Linked DNA regions of Mus musculus: regions 1 and 2 are each linked to region 3. Evidence: chromatin contacts called from public HiCAR-type and promoter capture Hi-C data. All regions are on one chromosome and are shown on one strand. The core of a region is the stretch at or near the end of the contact, and the rest is flanking DNA. Distances in the headings are between cores, read along the strand shown.

The links. Promoter capture Hi-C pulls out the DNA fragments that hold promoters and counts their contacts. HiCAR-type assays count read pairs that join an accessible place to other places.
Region 1: a HiCAR-type map of astrocytes shows a contact between it and region 3, with 10 times the contacts expected there. The contact joins the promoter of Fbxl17 here to the promoter of Tmem232 in region 3. A contact is called at or near these places in 8 of 39 promoter capture datasets (the 3T3-L1 cell line, cranial neural crest, embryonic stem cells and 4 more), 7 of 115 datasets of contacts at active chromatin or transcription factors (astrocytes, embryonic midbrain, forebrain and 4 more) and 2 of 9 other capture datasets (adipose tissue and liver).
Region 2: a contact with region 3 is called in a promoter capture Hi-C map of liver, with 6 times the contacts expected there. The contact joins the promoter of Efna5 here to the promoter of Tmem232 in region 3. A contact is called at or near these places in 3 of 39 promoter capture datasets (embryonic stem cells, liver and pre-B cells) and 1 of 115 datasets of contacts at active chromatin or transcription factors (embryonic forebrain).

What each region holds. Positions count from the first base shown.
Region 1 is chr17:63,499,074-63,502,424 of GRCm38.p6, reverse strand. Fbxl17 (F-box and leucine-rich repeat protein 17) reads left to right here and starts at 1,845. Exons shown (of 9, transcript NM_015794.1): 1 at 1,845-3,351. The coding sequence starts at 2,408.
Region 2 is chr17:62,879,684-62,883,075 of GRCm38.p6, reverse strand. It overlaps Efna5 (ephrin A5), which reads left to right and starts at 1,759. Exons shown (of 5, transcript NM_207654.2): 1 at 1,759-2,070. The coding sequence starts at 1,946.
Region 3 is chr17:65,539,357-65,542,369 of GRCm38.p6, reverse strand. Tmem232 (transmembrane protein 232) reads left to right here and starts at 1,588. Exons shown (of 15, transcript NM_001008973.2): 1 at 1,588-1,660.

The DNA.
Region 1 (3,351 bases), core at 596-3,095, 2.0 Mb after region 3:
AACAAGACCAAGGGCAACTTGTTCACTTCTGACTGGCTAAGGATTATAATAGCTACCGTGAACTTCAGAAACTTAAAAGTCTCAGAGTCTGCCTACCTCATCTTTAGAAACGTTAAGTTGCAGTTCGAGTGCATATGTGCCCCTGATGGGTATGCATGGTGCCAGGCTCTCTATAAAGGACTTGCTAAAATCAGGAAGGCATTCTCGTTTCTAACTCCACAGTCTGATTCAACACACATTTATGAGATCCATTCATATTCTATTTTATTTTTAATTCAAGAGTAGTGGTGCACTGAATATTCCAGCTTCCTCATTCTCCCACTGACAGACATCTGGGCTCCTTGAGAGTTTTGCTCTCATCAGTACATTTGCGTTTCCATACAAGTCTTTTTGCAGACAGGACTTTATTTCTCTTGGTGAACACAAGATGTGGGTCTTTATGTGCCAAAGGGTAGACGAATGCTTGACTTACAAGAAACTGACAGGGCTGTACTTTCTGCACAATTTTAGCTTCATTTGCTCTAGAAAAGAGCCAAGCCGAGATGGCCATAACTTGACGATTCACGAATGGAGCTCTGAGAGCCTGGAAGACCCTTTCCTCGATTACAGGCAGAAGAACCATGGGCATGTGGGGGATATCCGTAGGTGAAGGAGTTCAGACAGCACATTTGAGAGTAACAAATATGTGAATATCTGGACAAATCTTTTTCCCATTGGTTTTTGAAATTCTGATATCCTCAACTCTCTCCCCGGTAGCTTTTGAATATACCCAGGGAGTATATTCTTCAGCAGGGAGGGGTGGGGCTTCTTTTAATGAAGAGTAGAAACTGCCAGAAACAAATCACCTCATTTCTTCGCAGCCTTTGTTTCTTTTCTGCCACTCCCCCCACTGACACTTTTTCTAAAGTCCTCTCCACTGCCTGATCCACTGCTTTGGACTCTTAGCATGGTTTCAAAGTTCCCTCCAAAACTTACCCTGAAATTTGCTACTGTTAACAGTATGCATGCAACATTCCTAAGGGGGTCCTTTAAGAGGTGATGAGGACACTAGAGTTCCGCCCTCCAGGAACAAATTGTTACCACAAGAGTAGGTTCCCGATAAAAAATGATAGACAGTTTCCGGCGCTTTTACCCTGCCACTTAGCTGACACTGCATGTTATTCTACTTTCCAAAGCCTCCAGAGCGAGATAAACTTCTTCATAGTTTACTGTTGTATGTAGCATTGTTATAGCAGCAGAAGAGACTAAGACAACTAACTTTCCCTACCTTCTCCCCTGTGAAAGCTGACCTCTCCCCATCCGAGAACCTGTGTCATCACTGTAACTTAAGACTTCTGAAGTCTGATCAACTTGCATGTTTTAGTTCCCCACCTTAGCCACCAAAGTCTGTCCTAAGGGCACCACACTAATATTCACAGAGTGGACAGACTGGATTTCAAGGTGTCAAACAACAGTAACATTGAGCTTGGAGCCTGGAATGTTGGAGTGTTTTTTCCAGCGTGTATACCTGTTTTCAGCGTGATACATGTTTTCAGCCCGCAATTGTGTGCAAAGGCAGCAGTATGCAACAGGTGCCTAGACACAGGAGTAGAATCAGTGTAGTCACCTAGCTAACGGATCCTTACTGGACTGTCACCCATCACCCAAGGGCTCAGGCCTCTCAGGTGGAACTGGTTCTTCCGTTCTCAATTGGCCTCAGTTTCCGAGTCAGGGCGATGGTGGGGTGGGAAGTGAAGGGGAAGAGCCAAGCTGAGCCTGGCCAATGGCAGCTCTTGAACTTACACCTCCAGACGTCAGCGCGGCCGTGGAAACGGATGTCACCCAGCTGGCTCGGAAGCGTCTCCATCCGCTTCGGGAGAGGGGCGTGAGCCCGGAGGCGTCCAGGCCACCTCCGTGTGCAGCCGGAGGGAGTGCGCGGCCCCGTCAGCGCGCAGCCCCGAGGTCCCCGCTTCTCCCCCGGCGGCGCTCCCGCCCCTGGGTGAGACCCGCGCGCCCCCGCGGGCGGCTCCGCCCCCTCCCGGAGCGGGCGGCGCGCTCCCGCGGCGACGGGCCGTGTCGCGGGCTCGCGCGCCGCCGGCCCAGCCGCAGTTAAAATGGTCCGAGTCGGGCCCGCGCTGCCCCCGCCGCGGCGCTGACTGACTGAACCGGCTGGCCTGGCCGGCAGACTCGCTTCCCTCCCTCGCGTCCCCACAGCTCGCGCCCGTCCTCCTCCCGGCTCCCCGGGGGGCAAAGCATGTAGCCCGCGTCGGGCACCCGGGCGGCCCGCAGCTGACGCCCACCCCCGCCGTCGCGTGTGCCGGGTGCGCGGCGCGGGCGACCCAGCCAGCGGCCTGCCCCGCCGCCGGAGCCCGCCCCTCGGGCCTCCCTCTCCCGCCCCGTCCCGGTCGCCCTCCTCGGGGCCTTCTATATGGGCCACCTTCTCTCGAAGGAGCCGCGTAACCGCCCGAGCCAGAAGAGGCCTCGCTGCTGCAGCTGGTGTCGCCGCCGGCGCCCTCTCCTCAGACTGCCCCGCCGGGCTCTGGCCAAGGCGTCCCCGCAGCCCGCGGCGCCCCGGAGCCGGGACTGCTTCTTCCGCGGGCCCTGCATGCTCTGCTTCATCGTGCACAGCCCCGGCGCGCCCGCCTCCGCCGGCCTAGAGGAGGAGCCGCCGCTCTCGCCACCGCCGCCGCCGCCGCGGGACGGGGCCTACGCCGCCGTCTCCTCGCAGCACTTGGCGCGGCGCTACGCGGCCCTGGCCGCCGAGGACTGCGCCGCCGCCGCACGCCGCTTCCTGCTGTCCTCGGCCGCCGCCGCCGCCGCCGCTGCCTCGTCGCCCGCGTCCTGCTGCAAGGAGCTGGGGCTGGCCGCCGCCGCCGCCTGGGAGCAGCAGGGCCGGAGCCTCTTCCTGGCCGGCGTGGGGCCCGTGCGCTTCCTGGGACCGCTGGCCGCCGTGCAGCTCTTCCGGGCACCGCCGGCGCCGCCGCCGCAGGCCGAGCCCGCCACGGCCCTCGAGATGGTTTGCAAGCGGAAAGGGGCCGGGGTCCCCGCCTGCACCCCCTGCAAGCAGCCCCGTTGCGGCTGCGGGGGCTGCGGCGGGGGCGGCGGCGGCGGGGGAGGGCCCGCGGGAGGAGGTGCCTCGCCGCCGCGGCCGCCCGATGCCGGCTGCTGCCAGGCCCCGGAGCAGCCCCCGCCGCCGCTCTGCCCCGCGCCCGCCTCTCCCGCCTCAGAGTGTGCCCCCATCGTGGCCGCCGCCGGGGACACAGTCCGAGCCGGGGGCACCGCCCCCTCGTCTGCCCAGCAGCAGCCCGAGAGCGGCGACGCGGACTGTCAGGAGCCCCCCGAAAACCCCTGCGACTGTCACAGGGAGCCGCC
Region 2 (3,392 bases), core at 510-3,009, 2.7 Mb after region 3:
ACCCTCCAAGTAAACTGCATGGAGGGAGGGGGAGTGGGGAGGGGAGCAGCCCACATGACCTGGGCCGCGGAGGCAGCAGCGCCGGCGGCGCCTCCCCCTGCTCGGTCCGGAGCTCACCCCCCACGCTCGCGCCGCCTGCCAACCCAGCGCCCCGCGCAACACGCCCGGGCGGAGCCCCCCTCCCGCTGGCCCACGTCCACGTCCACGCGCGCGGGCTCGCGTGGTGCCGAGGCTGCTGCCGCCTGGGCCGCCGCGGCAGTCGGCTTTACACGCAGGTCATTAACGAGGGGGCGTGCCCGAGGAGATTTTTTTTCCCATAAAGCATTTTTTCTCTCCTTTTCTTTTTTTTTTTTTTTCCCTCCTCTTTTGCAAAACTGACTTTTCCCCTCCTTTCTACTTCTCGCCAGTCTTCCCAACCTCTCCAGGCTGCTCGCGCCGCTGCACTCAAGTTTATTTTCCCGCCTGGGCAGAGGTTTTAGGATTCGGTCGGTGGCTTTCACCTCTCGTTACTGCTGTGCCTAAGGAGGGAAGGAGGAGGCAGCTCCGGATCGGGAAGGTTTTCTGATGTAGTCATCGGGGAGGTGCCAGCAGCTCGCGTGTGCTCCCTCTCCCTTTTTCCCTCCCGGTTTCAAACTGATTGATGAATCTCTACAAGTTGCTGGGGTTGGGGCCGGAGAGGTCCGAGTCCCAGGGACACTTCTGAGAGCTCCCCCCCGGGGCTCTGGGCACGCCGTGCGGGGGTTCAGCCTCTCTCCCGGAAGGCGAACGGAGACTGTCATCAGCCCATCCCGGACTTGGAGGGCTCCATCCGAAAGTGATTGTTTCCCCTCTCGCTTCTCAGCCCGGCAGTTGGCTTGGCGTCGCCCTGCAGGTTTGGGCATCCCGGCCCCGCCTGGCTGGCTGGTTCACAACCTCTGCTCTTCATTCACTCCGCGGCACCCACACCCGGCCAAGACAAGCTAGCAGGAGAAATCCCCGACTCAGCCAGCGCCCGGGGGTGCCATCTCGCTCTGCCTCTGCGGTCGGACTCCTTTGGGGACCTGCTGGAAGACGTGAAGAGCCAAACTTTTCTTGGAGCCTTTTCCGAAGCAAGACCCGCTCCTCCTCTCCTCGCCTGAGCGCTCGGCTGCGGCTTTGGGCAGTTCCAGGACTCCGGCAGAGCCGGGCTTGCGGATCCAGATCGCCACTCTTCTCTGCGCACCTCCGGGTACCGCAGTCCACAGGACTCCTGCGAGCCTTGCGGGGGGTCGCCTGGCCAAGGCACAGAAGGGAGGCTCCGGACTGCTTCCAGCCTCCTGGGGACACCAGTGTGAGGACGCCCCCCCCCCCGCCCCCCTCCACACAGCGCCCTCCTCCTGCAGTTTCTCTCCGGCCGCCAAAGTAACTTGGAACAAAGCGGGGCGCACGGTGAGGGCCCAGCGCGGCGGAGGAAGCCCGTGCAGACCGCGGCGCCGACACTGAGCCGGGCCCGGCGGGCCGGTGTATGTCTCCCCGCAGCCGCGGCGCTCAACTCCCCGTGACTGTGCAGCGCGCGCCGCCGCCTGCCCCGACCCGCGCTGCCGCCGCCCGGCCCCGCACGCACCTCCCTCTCCCGGGGTGACCGGCTTGCAGCCGCCGCCCGAGACACAGCTCCGCACCCCTACCCCCGCCCTCGCCGCCGCCACCGCACACACGCACGCGTCTCTCCGTCTTGTGATTCTTCTCCCCTCCCGAGCCCTTCAGTGGGGGTGCGAGTTTGTCCCCCCGCCCCAGCCACTGCCTCCTTCTTCTCTCTCTCCTCTTCCTCTTCCTCCCGCGCTCGCCGCGCGCCTCTCGCCCCTTCATCGTATTTATTCCTATTTATTTGGCGTCCGCTCTCTTCGTCTGCCCCTCTCCCTCCCTCCCCCTGGATCCCCGATCTCTCCCCGGAGTGGCGCGTCGGGGGCTCCGCCGCTGGCTAGGCGTGATGTTGCACGTGGAGATGTTGACGCTGCTCTTTCTGGTGCTCTGGATGTGTGTGTTCAGCCAGGACCCGGGCTCCAAAGTCGTCGCCGACCGCTACGCCGTCTACTGGAACAGCAGCAACCCCAGGTAAGGTGGCCGGGGCGGGGGCGCCAAAAGCTCGGGCTCCGCGGGCCTGGGCCGGGAGCAGGGGACACGGCGGCCGGGAGCGGCGCGCACCAGCCGCAGGCAGCGCGCGCCCTCGGAGCCTGCGTCGCCAGACGCCGCTGGCCGCCCGGCGCCGGCGGGAAGCGCTCGCTCCGCGCCGCTCTTTGTTAAGCCAGGGCGGCAGGGCCGGCGGCTGCTAGCAATCCCCAGGGCTGCGCGGAGCCGCTGCCTCCGACCGGGTGCGGGGAAGACACGGGAATGGGCGGGAGCCCCGGACCCGGGCCATCGCTTCCCAGTCGGGGAGATTGGCCCGCACCTCCGGATCCCGGCTTAGAGCTTGGGTGCTGGTAGCCTCGGGTGCGTACTGCCAAGAGGTCCTCCCTGGAGCCTGGGGGGCGCGGGGCTGAGGCCGGGATCCTGATAGATAGCATCAAAGTTTTCTTTTTTTTTTAATTTTAAAATTTTTACTTAAACATAATGCCTTCTTTTACCTCCTTGCGCGCATAGAGAGAGCGCGTACCGGTTAGAGGGAAGCAAAGGGGGGTTGGAGGGATGGGTGAGTGGAAAGCGGAAGCTTTAGGGTTTAATGTTCTTTTTAACTGCGAGATAACTGTTAGGTGACCCCCCCCCCCCCCACACACACACCGCCAAGTCGGTCTAGGCCCATCGCGCTTGGCCCTGGAAAGGATTCTCCCAGCTCGGGCACCCTCCTTTCCCCCCCAGTGGGCTTAAGGTGCCAGAAAGTTTGATCGAATGCCGGGTTACGTCACGAGTGCAGAGCGAGCCGCTGGAGTTGGCAAGCCGGAAGGTGGGAGCCTTCGCCCCGGGGCCTGGCGCTGTGCAGCTGGAGGGACGCGCGTGGTTACCTGCGACAGCGTCTAGGCGACCCCAAAGCCTGCGGGCTTGGCGGGAGGCTGGAAGCGGGCGCCGGGGACTTCCTTAGCGCACGCTCTGGGCCCTAGCTTGCCGCAGCCACCCTGCGATCCTGGACCCCGGAGAGGGGAGGAGGGTCGTCCACAGCACCAGGCAGACCCTTTCTGGTCCGGGCTGCTCCCAAACCTTACTTTCTCCCGGATCTGGACCCAGCAGTCGGTCCCGCTGGGCCCACATCGCTCTGCTTTCAGCTGTGGGCTGGTAGTATTGGTGTGTTGTTCTGGGAGGGAGGCAGTGTCGCTTGTACCTAGGATCACAGGTTTTTCTCTGGGCTGAAGTGGAAGTTGTGAGGAAAGAGGCGGGAGACCGAGGACTGAGCCTGTGGTTGTGGCGCATCTAAAGCTCTAGGCGAGGGGGCCGGCGGACGCCTA
Region 3 (3,013 bases), core at 339-2,838:
CTCTCTCTCTCTCTCTCTCTCTCCCTTCCTTCCTTCCTTCCTTCCTTCCTTCCTTTCTTTCTTTTTTTTTTCAAGACAGGGTTTCTCTGTGTAGCTCTGGCTGTCCTGGAACTAACTCTGTAGACCAGGCTGGCCTCGAACTCAGAAATTCACCTGCCTCTGCCTCCCAAGTGCTGTTTTGCTTGTGTGCTTTCTTTTCTCTTTTCTTCTTCTTCTTCTTCTTCTTCTTCTTCTTCTTCTTCTTCTTCTTCTTCTTCTTCTTCTTCTTCCTCCTCCTCCTCCTCCTCCTCCTCCTCCCCCTCTTCCGTTCTTCTAGTTTTTTTTAACTTTAAATTTTTTTTTTTTTTATATTTTACCATTCTATTGATCTACCTGTCTGTCGCTGTACCAGTACCATGCAGTTTTTATCACGATTGCTCTGTAGTATAGCTTGAGGTCAGGCATGGTGATTCCACCAGAGGTTCTTTTATCCTTGAGAAGAGTTTTTGCTATCCTAGGTTTTTTGTTATTCCAGATGAATTTGCAGATGAATTTCCAGATGAATTTCTAATTCGTTGAAGAATTGAGTTGGAATTTTGATGGGGATTGCATTGAATCTGTAGATTGCTTTTGGCAAGATAGCCATTTTTACAATGTTGATCCTGCCAATCCATGAGCACGGGAGATCTTTCCATCTTCTGAGATCTTTAATTTCTTTCTTCAGAGACTTGAAGTTCTTATTTAAAGAGAGAGAAAGGAACATACAGTTGGGTGGGTAGGTACGGAGATGGGGGGATCTGGGAGGAATTTGGGGATGGAAATACATGAATCAGAATATATTGTATGAAATAATGTTTTTTAGTTAAAAAAAACTATGCTTCACCCTCTCCAAAAGGAGGGGGGGGGAGAGAGAGAGAGAGAATACAAAAGACCTATTTGATAACCTTAGTTCATGCTAACGTTATAGTTTCCACTATGAGTCTCTTTTTTGAAGCACCCAATTATTTTTAGGAAATTTATGTCATAGGAAGATGTACGTACACTGGTTTCCCCATGTAACTAAAAATGTTTTCCGTCAGTACTTCCAGGTGTGAACATTTGTAAAAACCCAATCTTTCCTTTGTTAGTCGGCACAGGTAATCTTACAGGATGTTTTTAAGGCATTGAATTTAAACTCGCCCCCTTGTGGTTAGTATGTGTCAAAACACCCTGGGTATTTGGTGACTCGTATTTGGTTGCTGTGACAGTCTCCAGATTTTCTACAGAAAGAAATTTGCCAATAGCAACTTCTTCCAAAGATATACGGTCTAACAGGGCGTTAGGCATGGAGGACGTGCTGACTGCTGCCAAGGCGTTTTTGCGGCTGCTGGCAGCTACACACAGTACACAAGGAAGTCACGCGGAGTCACAGCTGTGAGCTTTTCGGTCGTCTTAAGCCAACGAAGGTTTTTTGTTTTTTGTTTTTGTTTTTGTTTTTTGTTTGTTTATTCGTTTGCTTGCTTGTTTGGATTTATTGCTTATAATCTGAGTACACGCGAGGTGCGGGTGGGGTAGGGCTGGTGGAATGACAGCTTGTGATTGGCTAAACCCTTGAGACAGTTAAAGGTCAGCCAGCGGGCTCCAAGAGCGACTTACACAGCATCCTTAGCAACCAGCTGGAGAGCCTGGCGGGAGCGCTGGGGTGAGTAATTGTAGCCCCTATTGTCGGTGACTTGGGGAACTAGGATTACGGTCCTATCCTTTAGTAACCCAGACCACAAAAGACCCAAATGTAGGTTGAACTTCACCCCCTCAGAGTCCCAAAAGCCCCGTCTCGAAGTTGAAGAGACTTCTAGTCATTGGGAAACTCCAGACCTATTTACCAGTTTTACAGTATCAGGCTCCAAATTAGAGTCTGTGCCCTGCAACTTCCGCTAGCTCCTTTGATAGAGGCAGTGTTTTGGGGAGAGTATAGAAGGTGGGGGAGCTCTGATAACTGTTCTAGGGCTTTGCTGATCAGTGTTCATGGTCCCCAGCAACTCAGTTCTTCCCCCACCCCGTCTTCCGTCTTCTTACCATCTCCCCATTCTCCTCGTACACGTACACTTTTGGATTTTCAAAGAGAAAATTCCAACATAAAGATTAGTACACGGAAAGGGCAAAGAATAGATGAAAACAAAACAAAAACTCACAAATAACCTAGAAAATAATGGCAAAGTTATCACTCAGGAAGCATTCCTGGAGGTAGGGAAGAGTTGGGTAGAAGTCTATAATTAAAGTTCATCTGATCGATGCCGTCTTCTCTGTTGTCTCTGGTCAGATTCTTTAGAGTTGTAGTTTAAACCTGGTGTTCCCTGATGCAAGCTACATGTCCAAAGGCTTGGTTTAATTTTTATATGACCTAGTTCTCAGAAGTCGCCTTTGAAGTCACATATTCTGAAGCTTGTTTTAATTGAAGCTTTAAAAAGCTGTCCAGAGATTAATAATAACTTTCTAGAAAGAAAAACACACAAACTGCCAAGCAACCAGGCATTTTGTTGGAGCTATTTCAATACGTGCTATGTCTCAGAAATGTTTTGATTTCTCATGTAAGGCTTCAAGGTAAGTGCTAGATTTCCATTTTGCTGATAACTATTGAACATTCCCCAAAATGTATCATTCATATAATTCCAGGAAGTAGTGTTCTAAAAAGTTGCTCTTGTCAATAAATTTGGAGAAAATTACATACATATCACATTATCTGTCATTCAAGATTCATTATATATGCACATATACTAATAACCCCCTAAATCTTACAGCATGTCAGTCTACACAAATTTGTTCCACACTGCACTTTTGGGAATTACTGTTTTAAATTAACCACACTGTTGTTTCCTCCTCCTCCTCCTCCTCCTCCTCCTCCTCCTCCTTCTCTTCCTCTTCCTCTTCTTCCTCTGGGTTCATTTCTTCAAATATTTCTGGTTGATTCAGTTTAAGTCCCCACTCCCTCAAATCTTTTCAAAACAACTTCAGCAAGTTAATGAATTATTCTACCCCCACTACTTTGTATTCCATT